5 separate regions of the Mus musculus genome follow, and all the other regions are linked to region 4. The links are chromatin contacts, called in public HiChIP or PLAC-seq and promoter capture Hi-C maps. All regions are on one chromosome and are shown on one strand. Each heading gives the region's core, a stretch centred on a gene start, on an enhancer-like site or on the middle of the called end of the contact. The rest is flanking DNA. Distances are from core to core; before and after follow the strand shown. Region 1 has its middle 18 kb from the start of Gm32406. Region 2 has its middle 14 kb from the start of Gm32457. Region 3 has its middle 18 kb from the start of Gm32677. Region 4 holds the start of Slc38a2 (solute carrier family 38, member 2). Region 5 has its middle 41 kb from the start of Gm32677.

Region 1 (5,367 bases), core at 2,150-4,649, 180 kb after region 4:
TTTGAAACAATGCTACTGCTCAGACAACAGCTACATCAAAGGATATATTTTTGAGGAAGGTCAAATACAGAGATCTCCCACTGAAAGCTTGACCTGAATAGACATTGTGGAAGACCAGAGGCCTGGGTTGGCCCAGCCCCTTACCTAATGCCCAGCAGAGGACTAATAATATCATACTCCCATAATTACAAAATGCATTGTGTGTTCTTCTAAACATCGGAGATACAGACAAAAATTCATTATGCTATGGCCTGAGGAAGAATGAGAGGCTATCTGTCTCTGTAGGTTCACAACCCCTGCCACACTGATGCCGGTTCCTATAAGTACTAGCCAACTCAGTTGGACAGTAAGTCATTAAAACCAAATGGCCCATCTATTTTTCAACGGACTAACTAATTGCCTCGTGAAAATTCTCAGAAGGCGGACTCTGAAGGTCTCACATTGGTAGATAGATTGATTTTTTTTTGTTTAGTGAAATAAAACCCAAACAAATTATCTAGCATCAATTATAGGTGACATTTTAGATAAAATGGACCCCACGACCACCGCTGATTCCTTACAGAGTGAAATGAAGACTTCCTCACCATTGCCCCCAGCAGTAGCATAAAACTAAACAGCTGGTGTGATCAAAGATCATCCAGTGGAAAGAGATTAGAACAGAGCACTGTGGGTAACTCGTCGCCCAATACAACTCGGGCTTCCACCCTGGCCCATAAAATAGCAGCTTTGCATATTGCAGACGCCAGGAACCTTTTCTGGAATCTTTTCGGGAAGAAAGGGGATGAGCCGTTTCTCCTCTTCCTCCTCCTCCTCTTCTCCCTCCTCCTCTCCCTCCTCCTCCTCCTCACCACCACCACCACCATCATCATCTGTCAAGGGACTGCTGCTCAGTTGCGACGCCAAAGTAGGAAGGAAACATGCAGGGAACAGCCTCTGCTTCTGGGTCTGTTTCAAAACCCCTGTCACTCAGAACGGCTTGGCGGTGAGTGTGTCAGGACAAACACGTTCTCTACTCCAACATGCAAGAAAAGACATGTGTGAAAGAGACCCAGAACCTGTCATGGTCCAGTGCAGCCAGTGATCACATGAGCTTATTCCTCTCAGCAGCAAGGAATGAGGGAACCCATTTAGCCCGGTTCCATGTTGCAACTTCTGATTGAGTTTATTAGTAATTAAGTTGAGATATTGATTTTCTATCTTCCAGTTCAGGGGTGGGGGTGGGGTGGGGGGAAGGAACATTATTTATTGCTCCTTACAGGAATCCGGTCTGTTCCGGTTTGATGTGTTGGTTCTTTACCAGATCCTCTCGTGTGGCAGGCACGTGATCTCTGCGTACAGGAAGCAGAAAGTGTCATAGATCTCCCCATCAATATTGGCAGATTGGCAAACGCCCCGCAGCCAGCTTTCTGAGAAGAGAGCACGCTCTCATCTATAGCATTTGCTTACTTCTGCCCTGGGAATGTGTCTTCCTCGGCTGGTTGCCAACCGTCCTCGGGGAAGACCCACAGTTCAGGGCGAACAAGGAGCACGTAGCTATTTCTCACAGGGTACACCTCGCTGCTAACAATGGTTCCTGAAAAATAAGTCTAAATATCAACGTGTGCTTTTGTCTGTTTTGTTCTGTTGTAAAGAGTTAACAGAGGCTGAGAATCCATTAAAAAAATATACATTTATTTTTTTCTTCATTGTGAAGACAGGGGAGACCAAGACTGGAGCCGGCAGTATCAGGTAAGAACTTTCTCATGGCCTCTCCCCATGGCGGAAGGCAGACGGGGTAAGAGAAGACAAAACCACAAACAAGAAAACATACCGCTCACCCTTTTATAGCGACAATTGTCCTTTATTAGGGTAGAGGAGCCTGGGTCATAGCTCAGTGGCCCCAGGGTTTGACCTCTAGTACTATATAAACAAATAACAAAAAGCCCTTTTTACTATTAATAGGGAGACACCCTGTAAAATTTTAATAAAATCCAAGTCTTCTTAATATTAATTAGGTGGACACCACGCAAAAAATAATAATAAAATCCATTTTTCCTTTCCTAGCTCCTGGAAAGAAGACTCCACGACTAATTAGTTATTATTAAATTCCTAGGCCGTAAGTTTTGACTCATTCTCTGAGTAGCTTGTGACTTAGTTAACCATTTAAACTATTCTATGTCTACCAGTTGGTTAGTTACCTCTCTTTCAGTCCCAGCCCCCTTCTTTCTTCACGTGTCTCCCTGAGTTCATCTAATCTGCTGGTTTAGACCCCTCTCTGTGGTCTGTCTCCATGGTCTCTTGACTCTCTCTTTTATACACTCACTATTTCCCAGAATCCTCTCTCTTCCTGCCAGTGCCCCACCTCCTATTTGTTTGTTTGTTTGTTTGTTTGTTTGTTGGTCTTTTTGTGTTTTTCTTTTTTTTTTTTTTATTGACAGGTGATGCTTACAAGAGATCCTTTCTCTACAACACTCAGTGAAACAAACACTTCCTGTTTGGCTCGTTTCTCACCTCTGCTGCACTGGGGAAGTTTCGAACACTTGAATTTTGGTGACTACATTCCAATTCTGCAACACGCATTAAGAGGCTACCGTGTTATCTCTATTGAAATTATCGAGTGCATTCAGCACCAACTCGGCCGTCTGCTGAAGTCTCACCCGTACCACCTTGCAGTTCAAACCGTGCCTTCCTTTCCTACGAGCTTTCTTCTCACTGTCTCAGGTTCTTAAAACTGCAGACCTTCGGGCTGATACAGCAGCAAAACTGCCCAAGGACTGTGCCCAGCAGCCAGACAGATAATGCTAACAACACCAATTAAAATCAGAGATGCAGCAGGGCGGTGGTGGGGTGCACCATTAATCCCAGCACTCGGGATGCAGAGGCAGGTGGATCTCTTGAGTTTGAGACCAGCCTGGTCTACAGAGTGAGTTCCAGGACAGCCTGGGCTACACGGAGAAACCCTGTGTTGAAAAACCAAACCAACCAAACGAACAACAAGCAGAACATAGAAAGACAGCTACTGCTCTGCTCTAAGTCAGAGAGGGGGTGGAGGGTAGCGTGCCGGGAAGAGCGGCCTTGCAAGTAAGGCAGAGCTGGGCATGAGTCCCCACCCTGATGTTTGCCATCTGTGCTACCCTGCAGATGAGAAGGCCGCAGCAGGCCTGTCACCCAACACCCACCTCTTGCTGAGGAAAGTCTGGGAAGAAAGAAGGGGAAAGAGCCTACTCAAACCTCCTTGAAAGCCGGGGATGGCAGATCTCCAGGCAAACATGCTAACAAAGGCATAGAGGAGAGAGGTCCTTATCTAAGGAATGCTTCCAGCAAGGGCAACTTGATTGACAGGCTATTGAAAGCTGGGCTGTGTTGGAATGTCTCCCTAAACAATGTCTTGTACCCATGTGACTAAGCGAGCATACGTGGGATGAGTCGCGGAAGAAAAAGCAGCTTTAGGGCCAGAACTAATCAGAACACTGCAAGAAGTCAGCTGGGGATCTATACTGGTCCCTCTGTGCCAGTCAGGTTGAGGTAATGACAACAGCCTCCTCCTCCCCCTCCTCCTCCACTCCCTCCTCTTCCTCCTCCTCCCCCTCCTCCTCCACTCCCTCCTCTTCCATCTCCCCCTCCTCTTCCCCCCAATAATAATAATAATAATAATAATAATAATAAATCTACCTTTTTAACCAGAAGAACAAGCAGAGGAGGCAGGAGAATCACCCAACATGTAGCAGCATAGTAAATGCTAAATGCAACATGTAGCAGCATAGTAAATGCTAAATGCAACATGTAGCAGCATAGTAAATGCTAAATGCAACATGTAGCAGCACAGTAAATGCTAAATGCAACATGTAGCAGCATAGTAAATGCTAAATGCAACATGTAGCAGCAGTAAATGCTAAATGCAGCTTCTACTTCTGCCGTCACTGATGGGACCACTGCATGATGCGCAGAGCCTCCAGGGCTCACTGACGTCATTTACCTCCAGAGAGATCAATGACACAAGTGGGTGCTGCTTTGTATCACCCACTCTTCTGTATCACTTTGTAGCCCCAGCAGGCCTTGAACTCACAGAGCTTGCCTGTCTCTGCCTCGGGCATACTTCAATCAAAGGCGTGTGCCAGCACACTTGGTATAAGTGGTATATATCAACTCTTTTGCGACACCCGACCTCCTGAAGTTATAAATATACTCATCAGAGTGTCAGTGATAGTTATTTTTCCTTCCCTAAAGAAAAGAGTCCTAAAACATACCAAATTTAAAATTCCTTTTAAAATAACCCCTACAGTCTTCATAGTTCAAACTTAAACGGACCCTATTTTTCACCAGATGTGGTCAGAACCCGTACTCCCAGCACGTGGGAGGCTAGAACGGGAAGACTAGCCTAAGCAGAGACCCCCGCCTCAAGAAAGGAAAGCCTTTTTTCCCCCCTAAGCATTTGTTCAACAGGCATTGATGGTGTCCTACATGCAAGGCCGTGAGCATACACATGTGAACTAAATAACACAGCTCTGCCCTTTCCCTTGGGGCTTACAGGCTAGCGGAGAAACAGCCTTTAGACAAGTAGCGCCCAAACAAACGTGCCAATACGATGCCCATGTTGTGCTGAGGTGAGAAACCAGAATGTAAGGGAGCGGACATGTTGGGAGCTCAGAGAGAGAGCGGCCCTTACTCTGGGATACTCAGGGCAGGTGGTGTGGCAGGGATGAGGATAAGGGACCCTCGGGGCAGGTGGTGAGGGCAGGGGTGAGGATAAGGGACACCTGGGGCAGGTGGTGTGGCAGGGGCGAGGAGAGGAAGAACGTTTTTTTAAAAAATCATTTATTTATTTATTTATTTATTTATTTATTTATTTATTTATTTACACTCCAGATTTTATTCCCCTCCCAGTCCACCCTCTGACTGTTCCACATCCCATACCTCCTCCCTGGCCCCCTGTCTCCACGTGGATGTCCCTACTCCCCTTCCTCCACCCCACAAGACCTCTAAACTCCCTGGGGCCTCCAGGCTCTTGAGGGTTAGGTGCATCGTGTCTGAACCCAGACCCGACAGTTGTCTGCTGTATGGGTGTTGGTCACATCAGCTGATAGGAGAAGAAGAGCTTCGAGAGAAATGGAACAGTAGTGATCTTTTAAGGGTCCCCAGTTAATCCAGTGAGTCTGGGTGGCGTCGACCATGGGGATCAGGTCTGGGGATGTTGGCCATGAGGTCGTCTCTTTCTCCCGCCCCTTTGTGCCTTGTTCTCGTCCTGTCTTCCACCTGCCTTTCTCAGGGTTTCTTTGAGCGCTCTTCTGTTTGCCTCTCTGTTCCTTCTGTGGACAACATAACCTGTCCATGGCCTAACATCCCGTCTGTATGCTGGACACTTTTACAACCTCACAAGCTGCAGAGCAG
Region 2 (5,899 bases), core at 2,824-5,323, 130 kb after region 4:
AAGAGAATGCAAAGTGGACCAGCCTGGACTACACAGAAATATCCTGCCTAGGTTATTTTGTTTGTTTGTCTTTAATGTTATCATTTGATCTGGAATACATTTGTCCATTCCTCAGAATCACAGTAGGTTGTACACAGTGTATCCACCCTCTGCCCTGTTGCAGTAGGACACATTTTAGCAACCAGAGAATAGGGAATCCTCCTGACACTCGTGATTCTTGAAGAACCTTTGAGGAGACATCTCCCAGCCTTTGAGTTTGCCATTTCTTTCCATAATCCGCTCTTGACACCCTAAGGTTTTGTCGGGCAAGCAAAGAGGCCAGGGTCAGATGCACAAATTCTTTCTGTGAATAGTTACTGCAAGGATAGCCTGGACTAGGTGTGAGGCTGGCCATGTCTCCCAGGCCTGCTGATAACAACAGTCCACCCTACAGAGCCACAATGGTACATGCAGATCTCTAGATAGAAGTAGGACCATGGGTGTCCAGGCTGTGTGCCTGAACCGAGCTTCCGTAGGAATAAAGCTGATACCATTACCCTTCTTTGTTGTCTCTGTGTGCTTGTGTCTTTGGGACAATGTCTGTGGCTGTCCTAGAATTCACTGTTTAGACCAGGCTGCCCTGGAACTCACAAAGATTTACCTGCCTCTGCCTCCTGAGTGCCGGGATTAATGGCCTGTGCCACCACACCCCATAAACCGCCACCACTACCACGCCCCATAAACATCTTAATTGGTCAAAGTCACAAGGGCAAAGGTGTGAGTAATGAAAAATGTCAAGCCAAGCAGGGAAAAATTTACACATGGATAGACTGTGAGCCAATCTGGTATCTCTGACTCCTGCCCACTGTCACTCTGTGTGTGTGTGTGTGTGTGTGTGTGTGTGTGTGTGTGTGTGTGTAACATATCCTTGGGCTAGGGATGCTCTGTCCCACCCACCCCTGGAGAATAAACTGGGCTTTGGAAACTGCACCTCGGCCCTGTCTGCTGCCCCCTGTTTAGATGCTCCACTTGCATTGTCTGGAGAGGATGAATGGGGCCCAAATAGCTGGACCTTTTTAAAAAAACAAAACAAAACCCCGGGTTACTTTAAATTCTAGACTAATTCAAGTTGAATTGTAATCTGCTTGCTAGATTTAATATAATATCAAAATGACCGAATTATCAATTCATCTTAAAGGTACAAGCACTAAAACCAAACTGGTATTGGCATAAAAACAATGGCCACCATGGACAGCACAAATGGTACCAGAAAGGTGTTCTTTAGAACCTTACGAGGAAAATAAAGTTTTCTCAAATTCACGGTAGGGAAAGGAGGGATAGTTTAGAGAAACATTATCCTAGATCATTATAACAACACATCTAAAGAGAACTCAAAGACTTTGAGCAACACACACACACACACACACACACACACATAAAATACAAGCTGTATACTTGAGACAGGATGTAAAATCATGTCTTGCTGTTTGCATTTATTTATTTAAGACAGGGTCTCTGTAGCCCAGGCTGGCCTGTAATTCACTACGTAGACCAGGCTGACCTCAGACTCATAGCAATCCTCTTACATCAGCCTCCCGAGTGCTGGGATCAGGGTCATGAGCCGCCATTCCCAACTTTAACTCATTTAATAACTAAGGAACAGGAAGTTTAAAGATGATTTACAGTGTTGGACATGGCAGTACCCACGAGAATGAGGCAGGGGGAGAGCTGTCTAGACTACATGGAGAGTTGGAGGCTAAGCCTTGGACTATGTTGTAAGAACTTGAAGCATTAAATATTTACAAGGCTCTGGGTTCAATATTTTAGCACAGAGCCTCCATGGGAGGCTCAAAGAAGAATTCAAGAGCTGACACGGAAGCAACTGATGTAAGACTGTCCTTCTTAAGGAGGTCAAGGCTATTAATGTCTCAACCAGAATTCATTTCCTTATCTCTGGGCAATAACAGTTTCTGTCTCTCATCAGTTTGCTACAAGTTACAGGATTGTAAAACAGCTCAAAGACAAAAATAAATTGCATAAATAAATAAAGGTAGGGCACAAAAGCAACTTGTAGGATATACAGAATAGCATCATCGAGAAGGGATGCACACTTTGTTCGCTGAAATCTTGCCCAGTACTTTTTTTTAAACCTCTTTCAAAGTCAGAAGTCCTGACACAATCAAAGTCTCGTAGATTATTGGAGGTAATAAAATGGCGGTTCTCCGTATGGTCGGCCTGTGTATCTGGGTAGGTGTGGTTTGATGTTAGGTGACCCTAAAGGCTTCCTTTTCAGTCTAGAATTGTGCAGTGCTAAGTAGCTACTGGTGCAATAGAACGTAGCTTTAAAAGTTCTTTTTTTTTTTTTTTTTTTTTTGACTAGGAAGCAAACCTAAGAAATGTTGCATTCGCCTGTCCTGTCTATGTATTTAAGAGAATTCCTTCCTACTTGAATGTCCCTATGGCTGACGTTCCTTGTCTAAGAGGAAGTGCCTTTGTTAGCCTAAACAAGATTAGTGACCTGCCTTTGGAACTAGGGCACAGGTTACAGGCCTGTAAGGTTGGCTCTAGGCCAGTTTTCTTGGGCGAGCTTTGCAGGCGTTAGCTCCTTACTGTCATTACTGTCATTACTGTCAAATGGCCAGCAGTCTCCAGCATGATCTTTCGAGGCAGGCCAGGGCAACATTGCCTTGCCAAAGTAGAGGGACTCAGTCACAGTGTTCAGAGAGGACAGAGAAGTTTAATTCTGTTTTGTTGAGGAAACTCTACTGCACTGCCGTACACTGACAGCTTGAGAAGAAGGACCCATGGCTTCCTTATATAGCCATGAAATGGGGCATTAAAATCCTGTCAGCTCAGGGAAGCTTTTCTTCTCAGGTCATCCTGCCCTCTGGGATTCTGTTCTGCTGGACCTTGGGTTGTCACTTGGTGTACATAAAACTGTTGCTCCTGGATTGAAAACAGTCCCGGGCATGCTTGCTGCTGCACTGGTGCAGCCTGGGATGTGTCTAGGGGAGGTCAGCTCAGAAGCCTGTGCCCAAGTGTCTGCTCTCGGAGTGTCAGTAGTCAGTAGTTTAAGGTCCTTGGCACACCGTCCCTCTCTGTGAGATTCTGGGCAAGGCCGTGCTGTGAGGAGCCCATTATTAGCCTGTGGTCTGTAACAGCCGTGGGCAAGCTTCAGGGAGCAGAGGCCTGTGATGAAGAGACTATACCTGGGTGGCTACTTTAGTAGCTCATGACTATCTTTTTTTTTTTTCTTTTTTTGTTTTTGCTTTTTCAGACAGGGTTTCTCTGTGTAGTCCTGGCTGTCCTGGAACTCACTCTGTAGACCAGGCTGGCCTCAAACTCAGAGATCCACCTGCCTCTGCCTCCCAAGTGCTGGGATTAAAGGTGTGCACCACCACTGCCTGCTATGGCTATTATTTTATCCACCTGCCATAGGTCTTTTTAAAATAAATTTGCAAGGCTGTGTAGTGTTCCACTGGAAGGTCACCGAAAAACTGCCAGTGCCCATGCCTTCCCCCTATTTTAGTGTCTTCAAGGCTTTTCTACAAAGTGTGCATCTCCAACTCATCTGTAGAGAAGGAGAGTCTTTCTTGGTCCAAAATAGAGCTGCCTCACACAGTTCTGTGGCTGAAAAGTTCAGGGTCTGCTAGGGAGGGACTGAGGAATGCTGGGAGAACCTGGAAGCCAAGTCTACTTTGGTATGTTAAATATTCACCTCAGCTGTTTGTCCCGGGTCTGAATCCCAACAAAGGTGAGGACCCCAAGGCTCCATGAAAGGCCAGACACCTCCGGAGACTCCCATCCCCCTCGGAGCTGTTTGCTGTGCCAATGAGGAAATTACTTTTACTTTCTCGACATCTTGCACCACCGCCACCGTCTGTCTTTCCCGGATGTTGGTTTCTCTGTCTGTCCCATGCAGCAAGCTCGTGGCTCCCCTACAGGCGCACCAGCATCCCCAGGTACAGCTCCTCTGGGCTTTGAGAAGAACCTTACTCAAGGTTGGGATACCCGACTGAACATCTCAAAGCAGCACTCAGAAGGGAGCATGCCCATCTGCCGGTCCCCTCTCCGACCACAAGGAGCACTTCCGGAAGCCTCAGTCAGCCCCGCCTCCTCCAGGAGCAGGGAACAGTCAGCCCCGCCCCCTCCAGGAGCAGGGAACAGTGCACTTGCCCTCCTAGGAGAAGCTTCCTCCTTGAACTTATTCCATGCAGAACCGGGGAATGGTATTGTCACTCCTAACCAAACCTAACCCTGGGATTAGAACCCAACGAACCAAACATCTTGAGGAGGAACGGTGGCAAATAGCGGATTCTCTGCTTGCCATTGCTGGCTGTTCTTTCCCCTGTACCTGCTGGACTATGCTCCTGGGAAAGGCCCACGGGGAAGGTCACACCTCCCCCATGCCTGCGCCCATTGACTGTGCCTCCTGCACTTCCATGGTGTTGGGCTTGCAACTGAAGCCATGCAAAACCAGCTACTTGTACCATGTTTTTACGTGCGACAGCTTTTAAAATGGACTAGTGATGCAGTCCTCTTTGGTCCCGAGGCACACTTCTCTTTCCTGCCTGCGTTTGGCCTCTATGTGGAGATAGGGAGTGAGTAAAGGAAGTCTCTGAGCAGAAAGTGGCAGACATCAGTCCTTTTATGGTTAGTGAACTCATTTAACAGGCAGTACATTCAGTGGGAGTGAGTCCGCAGTGTTCTCCCATAGTTACTTTAAAGCTGTGCAGAAAGGGAAGTGGGAATCTTTACTGGTCATTGTCTGATGCTTCTTTTCCCACCTCAAACATCATCCCAGTCTCAGGGTTTTGTTGCTGTGACAAAACAACATCACCAAAAAAAGCAGGTTCAGGAGGAAAGGGTTTGTTCAGCATACACTTCCACATTGCTGCTCATCACCAAAGGAAGTCAGGACAGGAACTCAAGCAGGGCAGAAACCTGGAGGCAGGAGCTGATGCAGAGGCCATGGAGGGGTGCTGCTTACTGGCTTGCTTGCTCCTCATGGCTTGCTCAGCTTGCATTCTTCTAGAACCCAGGACCACCAGCCCAGGGATGGGCCCTCCCCTGCCTGCCTTGATCATTCATTGAGAACATGCCTTACAGCTTGAGCTCATGGAGGTATTTCCTCAACTGAAGATCCTTTCTCTGTGCAAACTCTAGGTTGTATCAAGTTGACACACAAAACCAGTTAGCATATCCCCTTAACTGCCTCTGGCCTAGTCTTTATGGACAGGGACCTTTGGAAGTCAGTGGATATTGCTGTGCAGGTATCCAATAGTGCCCTTGGAATGTCTACTTCTTGAGCCATGGACTCTTCTATCTTAATGGTCCTTGGGACCGTGGCCATTTTCCCCTCCCAATCACAGTTCTGCCATTGATGGCTTTAGGATGCTCCTCATTGAGGAGTCACCCACTCTGTGACAGATAAGCCTTTATAAACCTCACATAGCAAAGCAAGTGTGTTGAAGAATGACTACATCAAAAATATCTTTGATGCAAGCACAGCTACAGAACACAGAAGGGTGTCATGGCCATAAGAAAGACTAAAGGAGGAACCAGGAGATGGCAGGAGCTGAGCCATGGGGAGGTGTGGACTAGGGGTGGGGTAGGCTTTCTCTGTCTTCCCTCTTCTGGTTGCTGAAGTTGCAAATCACCTGCCTTCTCAAACACTGGGAAGACTTGGTCCTTCAGATACTGTGATGGTTTGTATATGCTTGGCCCAGGGAGTGGCACTATTAGGAGGTGTGGCCTAGTTGGAGTAGGTGTGTCACTGTGGATGTGAGCTTTAAGACCCTCACCCTAGCTGCCTGGAAGCCAGTATTTCCCTAGCAGCCTTCAGATGAAGATGTAGAACTCTCAGCTCCTCCTGCACCATGCCTGCCTAGATGCTGCCATGTTCCCACATTGATGATAA
Region 3 (6,022 bases), core at 558-3,057, 160 kb before region 4:
TTTGAGTGAGACACTGTGTGTCTGCTTCCTAATATTATCTAGTTGCTCAGAGTAGGCACATGCCTTAGACATTGTTTCTCCTTTTTCTCTAGAGTGGATGTGATCTTCAGTCTGATGACCTTGTCCAATGGACACAGCCGTGGTCAATCTTCCCTCCCTGTCTCTGCTGTAATCACTCAGGCCCATATCGTGTTTTCCCTTAAAATAGCATTAAAGCCTTTTAACTCTGCTCTTATCTCCTCCTTCGATCCCTACCATCCAGCAGGTTCCCCATTGATGTGGATTTTCTAAAACAGAAATATGCCCCTGTGCTGCCCTAAATAGTTTCAATAGTTTCTTCAGGGGCTGAACCATTACTTTCTGAACCTTATCCAGCTCCTTTAGCACAGTGTTCAGGGCTTAGCACCACAGTCTCACCAGTCCCTCCCAGCTTTCATTCACTTTCTCCTTCCAGAACAATCCACCTTGAAAGCTGCCCTCCTGCGTGTGTATCATTGCCCATAGTACTCCCACATATCCCATAGTGCTCCCACTTTGTCTATAGTACTCCCATACTTCCCATAGTGCTCTCACAAGTCCCATAGTGCTTCCACATTGCTCATAGTGCTCTCACATTGCTCATAGTGCTCCCATACTGCCCATAGTGCACCCACGTTGTTCATAGTGCTTATACACACACACACACACACACACACACACACACACACACACACACACACACACACACATGCTTCTAATCCAAATGAAGACCCATGTGTCCTGGGTGAACTTGACAGGCCATGTGAGAAACCACTCCCATCTTCACCATTTATTGGGGAGTCTAACCATGGCTCGTTCTTTGGTCTCTTCAGCCATCACACTGCTGATTCTGTAGACTATCTTGGCTCTACTCTGTTAAAATAAGGTGAGCCACTCACAGGTATGAGCTGGAGGAAGTTTCCCATTTGTAATAATCTTGAAACTGTGAACGCATGTTAACAGTAGCGGCCCAATATTAAGTAGTAGACAACAGAAGTCACATTTTATGGGTTTTAAAAGTACATCATTCAAGCCAGATAAGGTGGGTCAACTCTGTGATTCCAGAACTCAAATGGTTGAGACAGAGGGATTGCCAAAAGTTCTAAGCCAGCCTGTGCTATGTACTGAGTTCTTACCAGCCTGGGCTAAGACTGAAGCCATGTTTCAAAAATAAATAAAAAATCAAAGTACAACCGCAGAAGTTCATCATTCATGTGCTGGGAGAAAGTCAGACAGAGAAGGATAGAACTATCCTTGGGCCACATGCCTAAGAGGCAGAGTCAGAAATCTAAGCTGTCGGGAGCCAGCACTCCTCACCTGCCATTCCAATGGGTAACTGCTATCTAGAAGCCTTAGATGCTGGGAAATATTTGGAGTAACATACCAGCTTGTTTCAAAGGCCTTTCTATGCTACACCAGCAGCAACCCCAATAGAGGGACGAGGTAGGTAAGTATGTTGGTAGATTCCAGTTAAACCAAACAGCATTCAAGGCAGGATAAAGTGATGCCTAACACTGAGGTAAATGAGGTAGGAGAGGGAGGTGTAGCTGGCGACGAGGACCCCTTCTGTGACAAGGGGATATTTGAGACCATTTGCTCCTTACCAGGGTCTTAGTGCTTAGCTCCCAGGATCACTCTGCTGCTCCCATTAGAATTTCCATTCTATTAATAATGTTGACCTAAGTCCCAGCACCTGTTAGGACGTTATCTCACAGTCAAAGTAAAAGAGTCTGGCTTACCCCTCCCACCGGCTTCATTTCTGCAACATTGTTGCCTTTAAATGTTTGTTTTTCCTTGTCTGCCTGTTACCCTTGACCTGGTTGGATTGCTAGAGGGGATCTGCCCCAGCACTCCCTGTTCAGAGTCTCAGCCACAGAAATGGCGAAGGTGAGAGCAAAAACAGAAAAAAATAGCTCCTGGATTTAACAGCACCCTCCCTTCCTTCCTTCTTTTGAGGACAAAGGAATCTTTAGTCAAAATGTGTCTTTAGGGCTTGGTTGTCAAACATATTTGTAAAACTACAACTAAATGTATGTATCAAGTCCAGGTTTTTAGTGAAATTGAACCTTCTCATTTGCCCTGTTGGAGAATTCCTTTAGAAATGCCTTCCTTAAATCCCAGTTAGAGTGGGTTTAACACAAGTTCACGCTGTTGGGGCTGGAGAGATAGTTCAGTGGTTAAGAGAACTGGCTGTTCTTCCAAAGAACTTGGGTTCAAGTCTCAGCACCCACATGGCAGCTCACAGCTGTCAGTAACTCCAGGGGATCCGACATCCTCACACAGACATACATGCAAGCAAAACACCAATGTGCATAAAGTAAAATCAAGTTCACATTGTTATTAGCCTTATGTTGGTGAGATGTTCAAATGGGCTAATAATAACCTGAAAGCTTTTGGCCTGAATGTAGAAAAATAACATGTGTACACAAAGAAACCAAAAACTGCTCCGTGTCTGACTTCCCTTGTCTTAATAGGTTTTCCTGGCTTTCTGAGGCTTTGAATTATATCATAAGACCTAAATGTACGCCTGTAATCCCATCACACTAGAGGCAGAAACATGAGGATTATGAGTTTAAGGCCATCCTTGCCTACACAGCAAGTTCAAGGCCAGCCTTGTAACCACACAAGACCCAGTCTTAAAAAAAAAAAAAAAGAGCCAACTGAACATCTTAGACCTGTGCTCAGTGTAGACACAGCATTTACGCAGCCCCGTCCCACTCCACAGCGAAGGGAGCAGTGTGTGCTTACATGTGGTACAGTCACAGTGGTGATCTGCTCTCCTTACCCATGAGTCTCTGCACGCCTCCCTCCAGCGCAGCAGCTTCAGGATGTCTAGAGTCATCTGTCAATCACCAAAGTCTAGTCAGGCCCTTTTCTGGGTCAGAACTGCCCCCATGAGTGAGGGTGAGGGTCTATCAGTGACACCATTGAGCATTACCCCCTATGACCCCTCACACCCTACCCACAAGCTCCTCCTTAGGACTGTGCCCTTTGCCCAGGCTACCCCCTTCCGTGACTACTTCTCCCACTGTCCTCTAGGCAAATATCTCTATTTGCTCTTTAATTACAACTCGAACATCCACCATCTTGGCTCTGTTACCCCTCCACAGCACCCCCTTCACCTGGAATTGCACCACTCTCTGCCTGCTGTAACTGTGGCATTTTTACACAACACTGAGCTATCCGTTGGCATAGCCTCAGCACCCCATACTCTGGAGTCCTAGAGACCATGACTGTTTCTGTTTCATATGTGGTGGTTTGAATGAGAATGACTCATAGATTCAAATGCTTGGTCCCAGGTAGTGGCACTATTTGAAAGGATTAGGAGGTGTGGCCTTGTTGGAGGAAGTGTGTCATTGGAGGTGGGCTTTGAAGTTTCAGAAGTCCGTGCCAAACCCAAAGTCTCTCTGCTTGTGGATCAGAATGTAGCTCTCAGCGACTTCTCCAGCATCATGTTTGCCTGTGTGCTGTCATGTTCCCCACCATGACATCAATGGACTAAAGCTCTGAAACTGTAAGCTCTAATCAAATGTTTTCTTTTATAAGAGTTGCTATGGTTATGGTGTCTCTTCACAGCAACAGAACACTAAGACACTGTCCTTTAACTAAGTATGTCACACACAGTAAGTTCTCACTAAACACCTAATGAATAGATGGATGAATGAACCAGAACACACTCATCTTCAGCAGCAGACAATCCCATAACCTGACTTTTACCAGACGTGGCCTCTCACCACCACTTTATCCCCTACTGTAGAGGAAAGCAAAAGAGACTTCCTCTACACCCTTCTTCCTATGTGGGCTCTAAGAACCCAATTAATCGGAAGTGTAACAGGAGACCAGCAGAAGTCTGCAGATCTTCACAAGGGGGTAAAGTCAGCAGAGATGATGAAGGAATGAGGCTACCTCACTGTTTCAGACCAAGAACGGCACATCTGGGACACAATAATGGGGCCAAAGGAGAGGTGAACCAGAGTAATAGCTTCAAAGGATGTCACTAAGAAAGGGTGGGTAGGCATAGAAGATAAGGGAAACTTCAGTTTGTTCACCCTGGTTCAGTGTAGCTCCAATCCCAGTCTCTTGTGACCAAGGCTACTCCCCAGGCCTGGTGTGGGGAAGGGACCCCTCCTGAGACAAGTTTTATGGCTTACTGTAGTTAAGGAACTTGGGTCAAAGGGTTACTCTAAGGTTACAGGTCTTTGGGTGGTTTCAGCTTGAAACGACCAATGAATCCAGTTGACACATCCATTGCCACAATGAAGTCTCCATCTTTAAACCTTGTTGTCCAATCAGTACCAAAACTTGACCCAGGTCCAGCGAGAGACTCTGTCTAAAACCGCAGGTGGAGAGCAATTGAGGAAAAAAGTTGACCTACGGTCTCCACAACACACGCATGCACATATATGTGCCCACTAACTTGCAAACATACAAATCCATCCATTCCACCCAAAACATGACTCGGTCCAGGAATTTTGGACGAATACACTGGTCTGCACAGTGCTTTCATAACATGCTGGGTGCAAAATGTTGAGCCAAAAAGTAATACATTCTGACTGTGGGGCCTTTTAAGCTGATGAAAGTCACTCACAAGTACCAGTTCACACGTAGAGTTCTATAACAGCTGCCAGACCTTCATCAGTTCCCGAGAAGAGGTTCTCAGGCCCCAGGAAGTCGGGGAGTCTCACACTGGAAGGGCCAACATTCTTCTAGGTCCACCGATACTGAGAGTATTTGAAAGTAGATATCTTTTATGTCTTAAAGTAAAGACTGTAGGCAGACATCATAGTTCATGCCCAGAATACAAGCATTTGGGAATCTGAGGCAGGGGATGGCAATGAGTTCAAGGCCCATGTGAGCCATACAGTGATTTTTTTTTCAGGTAATGATGGGTGGTAGCGTGAGATCTCATCTAAAGAGAAAAAGCAGACAAGACTCTGGAAATAAATTGCTTATTTAATTAAAAATAAAAACAAGGTCTCACATAAAAAAAAAAAAGAAAGCTTAGAGAGCTTTCAACGGCGTATCTGACTAAGTGGGCTGGAGTAACAAGTGCTTATCTCTAGTGTGAGAAGTTTCGATCATGAAACCTTAGTAGGGACTGAGCAGAGAGAACCCCCACACCCCCCAGTCACCTCAGGAGAACCCCACAGTCATCTCAGCCTTTCACACGTCAAAACAGTGAGTGTGAGGGTGGGTGATCTCAGAGAGTAGCCAACACACATCTGGCTCACTCTCCCAGAGACCCACAAAGCTCACCAAGTACGTGCAAGGCTCTCTCAGGAAGACAAAATTGATTGGTGTACCTCCCCAAAGGTGTCATCCTTCCAGAAGGGACACATACTTTCCAGTGGTACCTCTCATGAGGGTGCAATAACTTGTGCTTAAGACAGGTATACAGAATCCTGCCTGTCCCTAAGCCAAGATGGCCCCTCCCATCTGCCAAAGCAGAGAAACTATTATGTCATGGGCAGTGACTTATAAGTTGTTGGGTCAGAACTGCGACTAGGCCAGTAGACCCACCTTCCTGCCAGTGCCCACTGCATGGTGACAGGGCCCATGCTGAGACATGAAAACAAACCCTCTTAAGTTCTTCCGGACCCATAGCAGCACAAGGAGTATCTCAGACTAGAGATCTAGGGATCATGACAAGACTCTTTGAAAGTCTTGGGCCATAGCGTCACTCTGTGGAGATACACTCTCTTGAAAGAACCAAAATGTCCATTGTCAAACCTAAGATTCTCCATAATGGGTAACGAAATGCAAGCCACTTCCGGCAGACCCAGTCGCAACAAACTGTAGTGAAAGAAAATGCCATCTCCAGTGTAAAGTTTTACCACCAAACACACACAGCCACTTCTGGCATTTGATTCTAATGTGCTAAGATATGCCACCCACCCAGGGCTGTATACTGGTTTGGAATACAAAACAGAGCTGAGCTTCAAGTCAGGTTGGTGGGGCTCCACCCCTTTTAGTGAGTATGAGATTCTGGGGGCTCCACCCCTTT
Region 4 (5,342 bases), core at 838-3,337:
TTGTCACGTACTATTCAGTTTCTGACCATCCGGAAATTCAGATAAAGATTACAAGCCTCCAAATCTATTCCTCTCCCCTCCCCTCTCCCTTTCCCTCCCCTCTCCCCTCTCCCTCTCCTCTCCCTCTCCCTCCCCTCTCCCTCCCTCTCCCCTCTCCCTCTCCCTCTCCCTCTCCCTCTCCCTCTCCCTCTCCCTCTCCCTCTCCCTCTCCCTCTCCCTCTCCCTCTCCCTCTCCCTCTCCCTCTCCCTCTCCCTCCTCTCCTCTCCTCTCCCTTCCCCTCAGTCCTTCTCTCCCTCCCCACCTCTCTCCTTAACTATCCTGCAGTATGAACCATGGAAAAAGTCCAAAGGACAATAGGTCTAATTGTATTCCAAATTGCAGCCATAACCAATAACCTACAGAACTTCCTGAATACCTCTAACAGGGCAAGAGATTTACCTAGAATGAAAAAGTGGTTTAAGATCTTTTGAGTTTTATCAGTTGAAACCTGATAGAAAGGAATTTCCCAGGATTCCTGAGTCCACCACCAAGCGTTTCCTGACAGGAGTTTATCCGATGTTACTAGGGTGTGCAGTTGGGAGGGGGGCGGGGTAAGGTAATCAAGACTTTTTTAGCTACGATTATATGTCAGATTCCTAACCTCCCCTCTGAGGAGAGTTCGGTCTCCATGGGGAGACTGTCGATACAAGACTACAAACAAATTCGAACAATCTGAGGACTGTGCAAGACAGCACAGGTTTATGAAGTCCGGACACCACATGGTTTAGAAAACAGAACTGCAAAAGTAGGACTGAGGAGGGGAGCATTAATTATAGGCAAGCCGAAAAAAGGCGTTCCTGGCTCCTTAGGTCTAGAGTGACCACCGCCCTTGAGAGGGGCGAGGGGACGTGCAGCATTCATTCTAAGGCTATTGTTTAAGTATGGCTGACCGGACCAGAGGTTTAGGATGAAGAACACAGTGTGTAAAGGGGAAATAGGGTCCTGCCCTGTCAATCATGAACACTGACACGGGCTGAAGGTACCCCAAGACTTTCGTGCCACGGAAATAGGCAGTGTTGCAGATTTCCTCAGGAAAACATTGAAGGCAAAAAAGTGTGATCACACCCAACCCTTTCCTCTATGCCCAGCCCAATCTCTCCCACGTCCCCCAAAGGAAGAGAGCACCAGGTCAAACTCGTTTGTTTATTCTTTCATTCAACCAGCATTTCGCTCTCCTCGGGGGTCTTTGTTCAACCGAAAGGGAAGGGCCCTCGCCATTCCGGCAGCACCGAATATTCTCGTCTAGGGGTCCCCCTGAGCCGCCCGGCTCTGCAAGACCAAAAGCACCACCGAGGGATCTGGGCTGTAGAGAAAGCTCCAGGCCTACATTCCAACGAGGGCGCTCTCGCTGGAAGCCCGGGGAGACGCTAGCACCAGGGGTGGGGTGGTAGCAGGAGGGAAAGTGTCCACCAAGAGGGAACAGGGCGCCCCTGGGCGGCCTCGGAAGAACCCAGCCCGAGGTTCTTTTATTAAAGGTGTGTCTGGCTTGCTGGTCAAACGCAAACCCTCCCTAGTACGCTGTGGCACGTGCAACCCAAAAGTCTATGCCGACACGCAACTGCGAGCCGCCTCTCATTCACCACCAGGCTAGCACTGGAGAGTGAAAGCACATCTAGGTGGAAAGATCGAGAACACAAACCGGCCCTCTGGGCAGCGTGGCAGCGCCCGCCCAAGTTCTGCGGGAGAAAAAAAAAAAAAAAAACCCTTCACGTAAATCAAATCTTAAGTCACGGGCTGGGAATGGTTATGGGGGGGGGGGCTGGGAGGGTAGGGTACTGCACACTCGCCGGCTGCGTCCCCGAAACGCAGCGTTGGAGACCGGGCTGGGAGGGAATCTAAGGGATCCGGCTCCGTAATTACAGCAGCCGCGGGTGGCGGCCACCCACGGGGCTGCAGTGCCCCGAGCCGCGGGGAAGCGGGGTGCGGCTGGCCCCCCGATTCGGGGTGCGGGGCAACCGGGAGGGAGGCGGAGCCCAGGTGCTGTTGATACACAAAGGCGAACGCCCGCGCCCCGCCCACTGACGCGGCGCCCCGCCGCTATAACTCGCGCTCGGGAAGCTGCTCCACACCGCGCCACGCCGTCGCCCGCGCCGCTACCCCTCAATCTCCGCCGGAGGATCGTGATCGCCATTCCCCGCTCTTTTTTTTCATTTTTCTTTAATAATTAAAGAGGAAAAAAAAATCCACCTCTTCTGCCTGTTGTTGGATTACGGGGAAATTTTAAAAATTTTTTATTAAAAAAAATAAAAGAAAAGGACTCCGTCACTGTTACATTTTTTCCCTCGTTTTACAATTCTGGTGTGTGACCGAGACAGCCCACGGGAGACGCTGCCGTGAGGTGGGCCAGCTCGCAGGGAGAGCACCGAGGTGAGGCGGGGGAGGGGCGGCGGCGGGGACGCGGGCGGCGCCGGCGGCGGGAGCGGGGGCTTGCGGCCACCCGGCCACAGCCTCCCGTTAGGGGGAAGGGGGAATCGCGCACGGGCCGCTCGGCTGCTTGCAATCGGGTCTTGTGCCTCGAAAATAATCGTCCGGTCCGGGCGTGGGGCAAGGCGAACCGCGCGAGGGCTTGACAATCAATCGCCCCTCGGTATTGCATCAGTTCCTCCCGGGGTAGAGGAGGGGCGGGTGACCGGGTACCCGGGGCAGTCCCCGGCTTGCCGGAGGCTAGGCTCGGCGTGCGCCCTGTAAACAAGCCCCGGCTGGGGCAGGGGGACCGGGCTCAGCGCCGGGGCGGCTGGAGGGGCGCCTCGGCGGGCGCATCTTTGTTCTCGCGGCCCCGCCGTCGGTACTTTTCCGCCCCTCGCCGCGCCCCCGCCCCTCGCTCGCCTGGTACTTTTCCACTCGCCTGGCGGGGGATGAATCAGCCGCGCTGCGCCGCTCGGCGGCGTCACGTGGTACGGGGGGGGGGCGGGCGGGCGCGCGCCGCAGTCCTGACGCGCCGCCTTCTACCTTCGCAGGCAGCCTCGAGGGCCAGTGCGCCGCCAAGGACAAAAGGAAGCCCGCGCCGCGAGCGAGCCGCACACCGTCCGTCCCTCCCGAGCAGCATGAAGAAGACCGAAATGGGAAGGTTCAACATCTCCCCGGATGAGGACAGCAGCAGTTACAGCTCCAACAGTGACTTCAACTACTCATACCCCACCAAGCAGGCTGCTCTGAAAAGGTGGGAAAAAGAAATGTGCTTTGCAAATTAAAAAAAAAAAGCCAGCTTGCACACACGGGTGCCTCGGGGCTGGAGGGATTGCTCATCGGTTACAGGCTAACGCGCACACCCAGGAACCAGAAGGCTCACCCGAAGCCTCGGTCTCCCCTGGCTCACAGCCCCGGAGAGAGTAGCCTGCTAAATTACCCGGTTGTTACTGCATGACAGATGGTATTACCTTCGAGAACACCTAGTTCATGCATTAACTTAAGCAGAACTGAAGGGCTTTACATGATGTAAACTATAGTTTTCGTATCTTTCAGTTGGGTTACAACGGCCTTTTTAAAAAAAAAAAAAATTATGTGTTTGCAGCCATTATGCCGACGTGGATCCCGAAAACCAGAACTTTTTACTTGAATCAAATTTGGGGAAGAAGAAGTACGAAACAGACTTTGTAAGTTAACAGTACTGTTATGTGCTTGGCTTTATGGAGTCAAAGAATAGTGTTACTTTTAGATTTCAAATCTGACTTGCCCGAAGCTGGTTTTTCTCCTTTTAATTATTGTTATATGTTTGGTTATCGTTTCCCTCTGTGTAGCATCCAGGTACTACTTCCTTTGGAATGTCAGTATTTAATCTGAGCAATGCGATTGTGGGCAGTGGAATCCTTGGGCTTTCTTATGCCATGGCTAATACTGGAATTGCTCTTTTTATGTAAGTATGTGTAAGTGGTGCCTGCCGTGCAGGGCAGTTAATATGATAAACATATTCTTGGCTCCAGGAAAAAAAAAAAAAAAAAAAAGCAACTTGCGGTTCAAAGTAGTCGGTGTTAAAAATAATTTAAGCTTGAAAGTATGGGAAATCCGAATCTCTGTTTTACTGCTATTATTGTACGTCCTCGTGCAAGCAAGTTAGACAGAACGTGGGATAGCGCTTAAAACTGACCGGTTAAGGCCAGCCTTTCCAGAAGGTATTGTTAATTGTAAAATAGATGGGTTTTATAAGTTGACGGTCTCGCCCTAGAACCTGTGACATAAGGAAAAGAAGGTTGGAGGTGTATAAGGTGTGGTGGTATTTACCTAGCCCAGATCATATTTGTCTAAGAGCAAGTGAGTCATAATTTTCTGGATGCTAAAGAGCAAATTCACTTTTTAAAAAGTCTTTCCGGATACATAGGATTGGTGCCTGACTTCTAAGTAAGAGTCTACTAATTTTTTTTTAAGTTAGTTGGCTGAACCTCCAGAAGTCATGTTTTGGAGGGTTACCCATTTGGGGGTCACTTACCCGTGGTTGATATGATGGAAGAGTGGTAGACTAGAGGTCAGCACTAGGCTGCTTGGCTTGCCTGGCATGCAGATTGATTTCTGAGTTCGATTCCCCGGGCCATCAGAGCAGTAGTAAGAGGGGGGGAAAAAAGGCTGTTTCCAAATACAAAAGCATGTATGTGTTTGAGTGTGTAGTTCTGTGTTGAGATTTTCAAACTGCCTGTAGATCATGGCTGACACAGTTTGTGTGGAGGCGCCTCTGACTTCACCATAACCTCTGCACCAATGGGAAGTGCACACACTCGACAGCTGTCCCTTTTTGTGACAGTTGAGAAATTTTGGTTAGTTGATGGGGATCTAGCACTCAAATGACTTTCTCCCGGCATAATAAAAAAAAATGTTTGAGAGAAAAGCTCTGCTTTGTCAGACCCCACACAGATGTTAAAGTCTGGCTTTGGGTAACTAGAAGCATCAAGATGAAGATTTGGGGGGGTCCTTGCAAAAAAAAACGTGCGTGGCCTTGGTACAGAACATCCTGAAATTTCAGGTTTTGTTGGGAATTTGAACGGCCGGAATCAAAGTTAAATATTTGGAACCCTTTCCCGGCTCTTGCCAGAAAAACTGGGAACAATTTTTGAAATTCTACCAATGTGGTCATTGGTAACTCTGTTTCGTAACTGAAAGTAAAACTGAACGGTGTCACCCTTGAGCTCTGGGGAGTCCACTCTAACAGCTTACTCTGGTGCTGTAGTAACCATTTTAATAAATGGCTAAATGATACCAAGATTGTGTGGTTTTTTTAATTCATCCAAACTTAACATCGCAAAATATGGTAAATGGGCCAAAAGCCACAGGCTGAAATGGCCAGCCAGCCTTTTACAGAGAGTTAATCTTCGGG
Region 5 (5,710 bases), core at 2,557-5,056, 180 kb before region 4:
CACAGGGCAGATCATTTCAGATTTGCCACATTCCAGACACCGACCAGTCACACTCAGGTGGTGGCTACCATCATGGAAGTGTTGCTCGAGAAGATTGGAATATATATTTCATCTTGTTGATAGCGAGAGAGTTCTCCCTCTAACTTATAAGACACGAGAGAACAGACTGCCCAGCTTTTAAATGGGCCTTTCTGTTTTGAAACACCACCATGGTAGGCACATGCCTGATGAAGCCTTCTAATATAGCTCACACGTGTGAGTAGCTGCTGGGCCACAGGCTGACGACGAACATCAATCTCCTTAGCGGGCCAGTGACTGGAAGACAACAGCACATGACCAAGGCAGAATTTGAGAAGCTGAGACCTTGGACGACTGAGCTTCACTGATCATCACATCCGGACCCTTCGGGACGCCTTACAACTGGTTTCCGATCAGAAACGCTATCAGTCAGTGTTCAAGGTTCCCCTCCTTCCACCGAAACGCCAGAACAACTTTTGAGTTTTGAGTAAGACGTTTTTTGCCAAGGACCAGGTCCATCAGCAGCTGCGACTGTACATACCATTATATTTTGCAATAAAGGGAGATTAAAAACAGTTCGTGTGAGATGCTTACAATCTTCTCTGGAATAAATAATGATAACATATGAAAGTGATTTTAGGACATTTACAGAGCAACATTTTACTGAGTGTTTCTATAAACACGACTCCACCCCCAGGGACTTTTAAAGGACTATGGTTCACTTTGTTGATGTAGAAATAGCTGGATATCATAGAAACGTATTAAAATTTACTGGCCCCATGTCAGCCAACTAAGCCAGTTACAAACAATTGAGTGTGGTTTTATTTGGCGCACACACGGGCAGTTAGTTAAACGGTTTAATCTTTAAAACAATTCCGCATGTGTTATCTTTTCAGAGGGGGAGACATTTCATGGCTAGACTTCATGAAAATATCTATGCCACCACAAAAATGTCACGAAATAGAAAGTCCACATTCCTTCTCACTTCACTTCCCAAATTAAAGAGTTGGATAAGCACACAGCAGTGGCTCTTCCATGGGGGCTGTGGGTGGGTAGAAGCCTTCAGCAAGGCAGTGGGAGCTCACTCAGCTGTGAGGGCCGGAGGACTCAAACCACAGGCTAAAGCCTACACCTTTCTGTGTCCTCAGTTTAATGCTGAATATATCCTGAAGAAAAAAAAAGCAACTAAAATTTGTATATATTTATCTGGTATTTTTGTAAACAAGACAAGAGTCTGAGAGTCGCCAGAGAACTTTCAAGGCAGTACAGAAATAGTTGTGAATGTGGAAGCAGCCCACAAACACTATTTAGTTTGTGGGGATGTTACCTCAGGCGCACAGCTAGACAAAGGCAGAGTTAGATCCGTGCCAGATGTGGCTGGACCTAGTTCTGCTGGACCATATTTTAATTCGGTTTTGTTTTTTGTGTTTTTTTGTTTGTTTGCTTGTTTTGTTTTGTTTTCATGGGCTGGTTTCCAAAAGGAAATTGTTTACTGCAAATAATAAAAAATAAATAGAGTTCTCTCTACAGTTTATAAGATGTGGGAGAATAGATTGCCCCAGCCTTTACAAAGCCCTTTCTGTTTTGAAGGGCAGATAGACCCCGATGACACACCTTTCACGTAGCCCGTGGAACCCCCACATTTGAGCAGAACAGAGTAGCAACAAGCCGTTGACTCTCCAGACGGCTTGAAAAGTCTTTACAGTGTGATGGGGGGCAGGGGGGGGGCGGGACTAGTGTGTGCTGATTGAGAACTGGGAGAAGATTTGAAAATGTATTTCTGCAAGCAAAATATGCAGCTGTATGCTGAATATGTGTGTGCCTCTGGAGACGGCTGTAATAGCACACAACTGTGTACACGTACTCACCATGGCTGTGACATACCGGTTACAATGGCTCTAGTGGTAAGCTTTATTTTCCCACAACTGTGTCACTATCAACAACAACAACAACAGCAAGAGAAAACTGTAGGAAAGTTTCAAATCAGCACTACGAGGCCTGAACTTGTAAATTTGACACACTCGGGAAGGAACCTCAGTTGAAGAGCTGCCTCCATCCCCTTGGCCTGTCGGCATGTTTGTGGGGGCATTTTCTTGATGGCAAATTATGGAAGAGAGCCTAGCCCACTGTGGGCAACACCATCCCTAGACAGATGAGACTGGGCTGTATAGGAAAAGAATCTAAGCATGAACCTGGGTGGAAGGCAGTAAGCAGCATCCCTCCATAGTCTCTCTCTGCAAAGGTTCCTGCTTGAATTTACCCAGTGACGGAATGTGCAGTGGAAGTGTGAGACGATCAAACCCTTTCCTCGCCCAAGTCGCGTCTGGTCATGGTGTTTATCACAGCCACAGAAAGCAAATGAGGGCAAGCACATGCAAGCTCATTCACCGTGTTCTATCTGTTCTTGCTATGAGCCTGTCCGTACTTCCAGAGACACCAACAGGCCAGACAGGAAGGCTGGCTGGCCTGGTCTTCTAGTCTCAGTGCCAACACCCAGATCAGTACCATCTCTGCTTGATATCACGTGGACACTTCAAACACCAGTTGCACAACTGAATGATTGTCCTACCGTGTCTGCTTTTCCTCTCCTATGCAGACATGGCCACCACAGTCCCAAAGACGGCATGGCTTCTCTTAGTTACACAGTCCCAAAGACGGCATGGCTTCTCCTCTGTTCGGCAATGACATGAGTATTATATCACGTTCCTGGTCAAAATACTGATATGGGAGCCAGGGAGATAGCTCAGCAGGTAAAGGCACTTGCTAAGAGGCGTGACGACACAATTTCTATTTCTAAGACCCATATAGTAGAAGACTGGCCTTCACAAGTGGCCTTCACATGCGTAAATTCATATGCAGTAAACAAGTATTAACAAAAAGCAACAAAATACAATATTGAATTGGGAAAGCCAATATTTTAATGCAGCTATAGTCCAAATTGTAGTAGGATTTTTTAGGTAATTTAATGATCTGTTTCTAATATTTTTGAAATATTAATAGCACAAAGTGGATATTTTTTGCTATTAATATTAATACTTTGGTCTTGCTTCACTCACAGTTTATTTATTTCGATCCAAATCAGCATAGAGTACCTGACGTGGACCCAGAGATTGACAGATTGAAATAAGGAATGCAGCCAGGTAGATAAACAAACCATTTATGTCAGTCTTTGCCTTGTCTCCTCTCCAGTCATCGCCTGCTCGTCCCCCTCAAACATAGATGAGGTATTTCTTGGGCACTTGAAACTCTTCAAGAGTAAATAGAGAAGCCGAGCGTCATGGCATGCACCTGTAATTCCGGCATCTCAGAGGCTGACTCAGGAGGACTGTGAGTTATAGGCTAGCTTGGCCTATACAGTAAGATAATATCTAAAGAAAAAAAGAACAGAATTTTTGTCTTTGGGGGTCATTCAATGTTGTTTTTTCATGTGTAAGCTCCCAAGTGGCCTAAACTGTAAAATGTTCACCAAATACCTTTTGCTTTTATTTCATCTATGTTTTGCTATAAGTTATTTTTAATTTAATAAACCTCCATGTCAGAACATATAGTTGTCAGCAAACCAAAAGGAGCTGTGAAGAGGCTGTGACTGGGCTTGTCTGCCTTGCTCCTTAGGGCTATTTAGATTCAGGGACAAGGTCAGCTTCCTTCCACAAAGCCCAGTTCAGGCAGCAGCCAGTGTTTCTTGAATAAATGATCTTTAAGCTGTTCAACAACTGCACCCACAGAGAGAAGGTTCCAGAAGGGCAGGCACCAGAGGCGTGCCACAGGCTTCCCTTTGCCCTGCTTTCTACACCGGTTTTCACCAGTGATTCAGTGAATTTGCTTACGTCACCCTCGAGATTTTGTGAATGGTGACAGTCTGGAAGAAATAAATAATGAGCTTGCAGGCACACAAGGATGAATGAATGCTCTCAGAGCCTGATGCCAGAAGAGGAAAGGGAAGAGGAGGAGGAAACAGACTTTATGAAGGTGAATTTTCGTACAGATTAACATGAAAAGCAGAAATCCAGGCTGGAGAGATGGCTCAGCGGTTAAGAGCACTGACTGCTCTTCTGAAGATCTGGAGTTCAAATCCCAGCGACCACATGGTGGCTCACAACCATCCGTAATGAGATCCGACACCCTCTTCTGGTGCATCTGGAGACAGCTATGATGTACTTATGTGTAATAATAAATCAATCTTTGGGCTGGAGCGATCAGGGACTGAGCGAGCGGGTTCGACCAGAGAGAGCAGAGGTCCTAAAAACTCAACTCCCAACAACCACATGGAGGTGGCCCACAATCATCTGTACATCTATAGTGTACTCATATACATAAAATAAAATAAATAAATCTTTAAAAAAAAAGAAAAGCATGAATCCACCCCATTCCCCCACCCCCACCCCTATCTCACACACAGCTCTGCTGGGTAAAGGTGGACAAGCATAGGACAGAGGCAGACTTCTGAGAACAAAGTTTAGAAACCCAACAGCAGGATGTCCATGTCTACAAAGTTACACCATTACAAATTTAGTAACAATTGCTTGGATTAAGACTGCTTAATATGTGACTCCCATTCTGGATTTCCATGAAACCTGTTGGGCTGTGTCATCTTCTCCTTGAGGGGAATATATATCGTGTGCCATCGAACAGTGAGCTCTATGAATCATGAGAAAATGAAATCTTGCCTAAGCTTCACAGAAGCATGTAAGGACTCGACCGGGGGTAGAACCGGCCTGGAACTTGGCAGTCAGTCTTCCCCATGACTAGGAGACTGGCATAGTTGTGGCTAAATGCCGATCAGTAGTCAAGCGCTTCTCCTGTTTGTATACTCCAAGTGTCTTCTAGAAGATTCTCGAATGCTAAGACATACCATACAGGGATTGTTCCAACAAATAACTTCTCCTTGAGCACTTCCCTCAACACCACTGTCAGTTCCCTGCATGTAGGTCAGAAACAGCACAGGAGGCTTCCCGGTGACAAGGACCCGGACAGTCTGCCTCCCTTTGTCTTTCTGCCTTCAGTTTTTCTCTTCCTTTATGTGCGTTATTCCTCTCTATCAATGCCAGGGCATCCACTGAAGCAATGTAAACAAATTAAACCTCAGACTCATTAGAAAACAAGTTGGAGCAGTCGGCCAATGGTATGGACTTTACAATATACCGTGGCTATTATTCATAAGCGATGACAAGCCCAAAAATGTGGCCTCTTTAAACACGTAGGTACCAGTCTACAAGCCTCACACTGCCATACTGCTTCCTGAAGAGATTTCCACACACACGCCCCCCTCTGCTGCATGGCAGATGCTAGAGAGGCAGCCTACAATTATGCCTCAGTAAATTAAATTCATGCGCATGAAATGGTTTCGAAACCATCGCCAGATTCCAGAGATCTGTTTGCTATACTTGACACAAAGTTGACCAGCTTCAACTTGACTTTAAAAAAAAAAATCCAAGTGCAGGCTCACTGACTGGTGTGTTTATATCACAAAATGCCAGCAGCCTCGTGTGCCACAAATAATTAACGTTTGGACAGAAAGCGCAGTGCTAGAGAATAAAAATTTCCACTCCTACTTTCTCCCTTAATAAGGAAGCACATTTTCAAGCTTCTTAAATACAACAGAGTGTCAGCTGGCCTCGACTTTCTCCTTGGTTCAACCATCCTTCCATGGCTTTCCTGAGAACCCAAGCCTCCAACAAGCCGCTGGCCATTC

What was found. Promoter capture Hi-C pulls out the DNA fragments that hold promoters and counts their contacts. HiChIP or PLAC-seq counts read pairs in DNA pulled down with a chosen protein or histone mark.
Region 1: a contact with region 4 is called in an H3K27ac HiChIP or PLAC-seq map of extraembryonic endoderm stem cells. The contact joins the enhancer-like site here to the promoter of Slc38a2 in region 4. A contact is called at or near these places in 3 of 39 promoter capture datasets (the C10 cell line, embryonic stem cells and pre-B cells), 2 of 484 Hi-C or Micro-C datasets (bone marrow-derived macrophages and rod photoreceptor), 22 of 115 datasets of contacts at active chromatin or transcription factors (the 230-238 cell line, the SCID.adh cell line, Th17 cells and 15 more) and 2 of 9 other capture datasets (embryonic stem cells and liver).
Region 2: an H3K27ac HiChIP or PLAC-seq map of microglia shows a contact between it and region 4, with 5 times the contacts expected there. The contact joins the enhancer-like site here to the promoter of Slc38a2 in region 4. A contact is called at or near these places in 1 of 39 promoter capture datasets (liver), 1 of 15 datasets of contacts at CTCF or cohesin (CD8 T cells), 9 of 484 Hi-C or Micro-C datasets (Th2 cells, bone marrow-derived macrophages, cortical neurons and 5 more), 21 of 115 datasets of contacts at active chromatin or transcription factors (the 230-238 cell line, the SCID.adh cell line, acute myeloid leukemia and 14 more) and 3 of 9 other capture datasets (adipose tissue, liver and pancreatic islet).
Region 3: a contact with region 4 is called in a promoter capture Hi-C map of liver. The contact joins the enhancer-like site here to the promoter of Slc38a2 in region 4. A contact is called at or near these places in 3 of 39 promoter capture datasets (the HPC-7 cell line and liver), 2 of 15 datasets of contacts at CTCF or cohesin (the NIH/3T3 cell line and pro-B cells), 16 of 484 Hi-C or Micro-C datasets (adipose-derived mesenchymal stem cells, cortical neurons, embryonic fibroblasts and 8 more), 14 of 115 datasets of contacts at active chromatin or transcription factors (CD8 T cells, bone marrow-derived macrophages, craniofacial prominence and 9 more) and 3 of 9 other capture datasets (adipose tissue, liver and pancreatic islet).
Region 5: a promoter capture Hi-C map of liver shows a contact between it and region 4. The contact joins the enhancer-like site here to the promoter of Slc38a2 in region 4. A contact is called at or near these places in 8 of 39 promoter capture datasets (the 3T3-L1 cell line, 3T3-L1-derived adipocytes, cranial neural crest and 3 more), 1 of 15 datasets of contacts at CTCF or cohesin (the NIH/3T3 cell line), 12 of 484 Hi-C or Micro-C datasets (the 3T3-L1 cell line, 3T3-L1-derived adipocytes, the C2C12 cell line and 6 more), 13 of 115 datasets of contacts at active chromatin or transcription factors (CD8 T cells, the NIH/3T3 cell line, bone marrow-derived macrophages and 9 more) and 3 of 9 other capture datasets (adipose tissue, liver and pancreatic islet).

The regions. Positions count from the first base shown.
Region 1 is chr15:96,522,358-96,527,724 of GRCm38.p6, reverse strand. No RefSeq gene overlaps it. Among named protein-coding and RNA genes, the nearest start is that of Gm32406, 18 kb to the right of the region's middle. Within about 2 kb of position 3,399, at least 65 of the 459 cell types and tissues checked have an H3K27ac peak or open chromatin away from gene starts, as enhancers often do. A contact at or near this core is called in craniofacial prominence, extraembryonic endoderm stem cells, forebrain and 2 more, where this site is marked.
Region 2 is chr15:96,565,130-96,571,028 of GRCm38.p6, reverse strand. No RefSeq gene overlaps it. Among named protein-coding and RNA genes, the nearest start is that of Gm32457, 14 kb to the left of the region's middle. Within about 2 kb of position 4,073, at least 85 of the 459 cell types and tissues checked have an H3K27ac peak or open chromatin away from gene starts, as enhancers often do. A contact at or near this core is called in CD8 T cells, Th2 cells, acute myeloid leukemia and 7 more, where this site is marked.
Region 3 is chr15:96,853,721-96,859,742 of GRCm38.p6, reverse strand. No RefSeq gene overlaps it. Among named protein-coding and RNA genes, the nearest start is that of Gm32677, 18 kb to the right of the region's middle. Within about 2 kb of position 1,807, at least 10 of the 459 cell types and tissues checked have an H3K27ac peak or open chromatin away from gene starts, as enhancers often do. A contact at or near this core is called in liver, where this site is marked.
Region 4 is chr15:96,696,473-96,701,814 of GRCm38.p6, reverse strand. It overlaps Slc38a2 (solute carrier family 38, member 2), which reads left to right and starts at 2,087. Exons shown (of 16, transcript NM_175121.4): 1 at 2,087-2,407; 2 at 2,998-3,200; 3 at 3,552-3,633; 4 at 3,778-3,893. The coding sequence starts at 3,085.
Region 5 is chr15:96,877,082-96,882,791 of GRCm38.p6, reverse strand. No RefSeq gene overlaps it. Among named protein-coding and RNA genes, the nearest start is that of Gm32677, 41 kb to the right of the region's middle. Within about 2 kb of position 3,806, at least 21 of the 459 cell types and tissues checked have an H3K27ac peak or open chromatin away from gene starts, as enhancers often do. A contact at or near this core is called in epidermal suprabasal cells and liver, where this site is marked.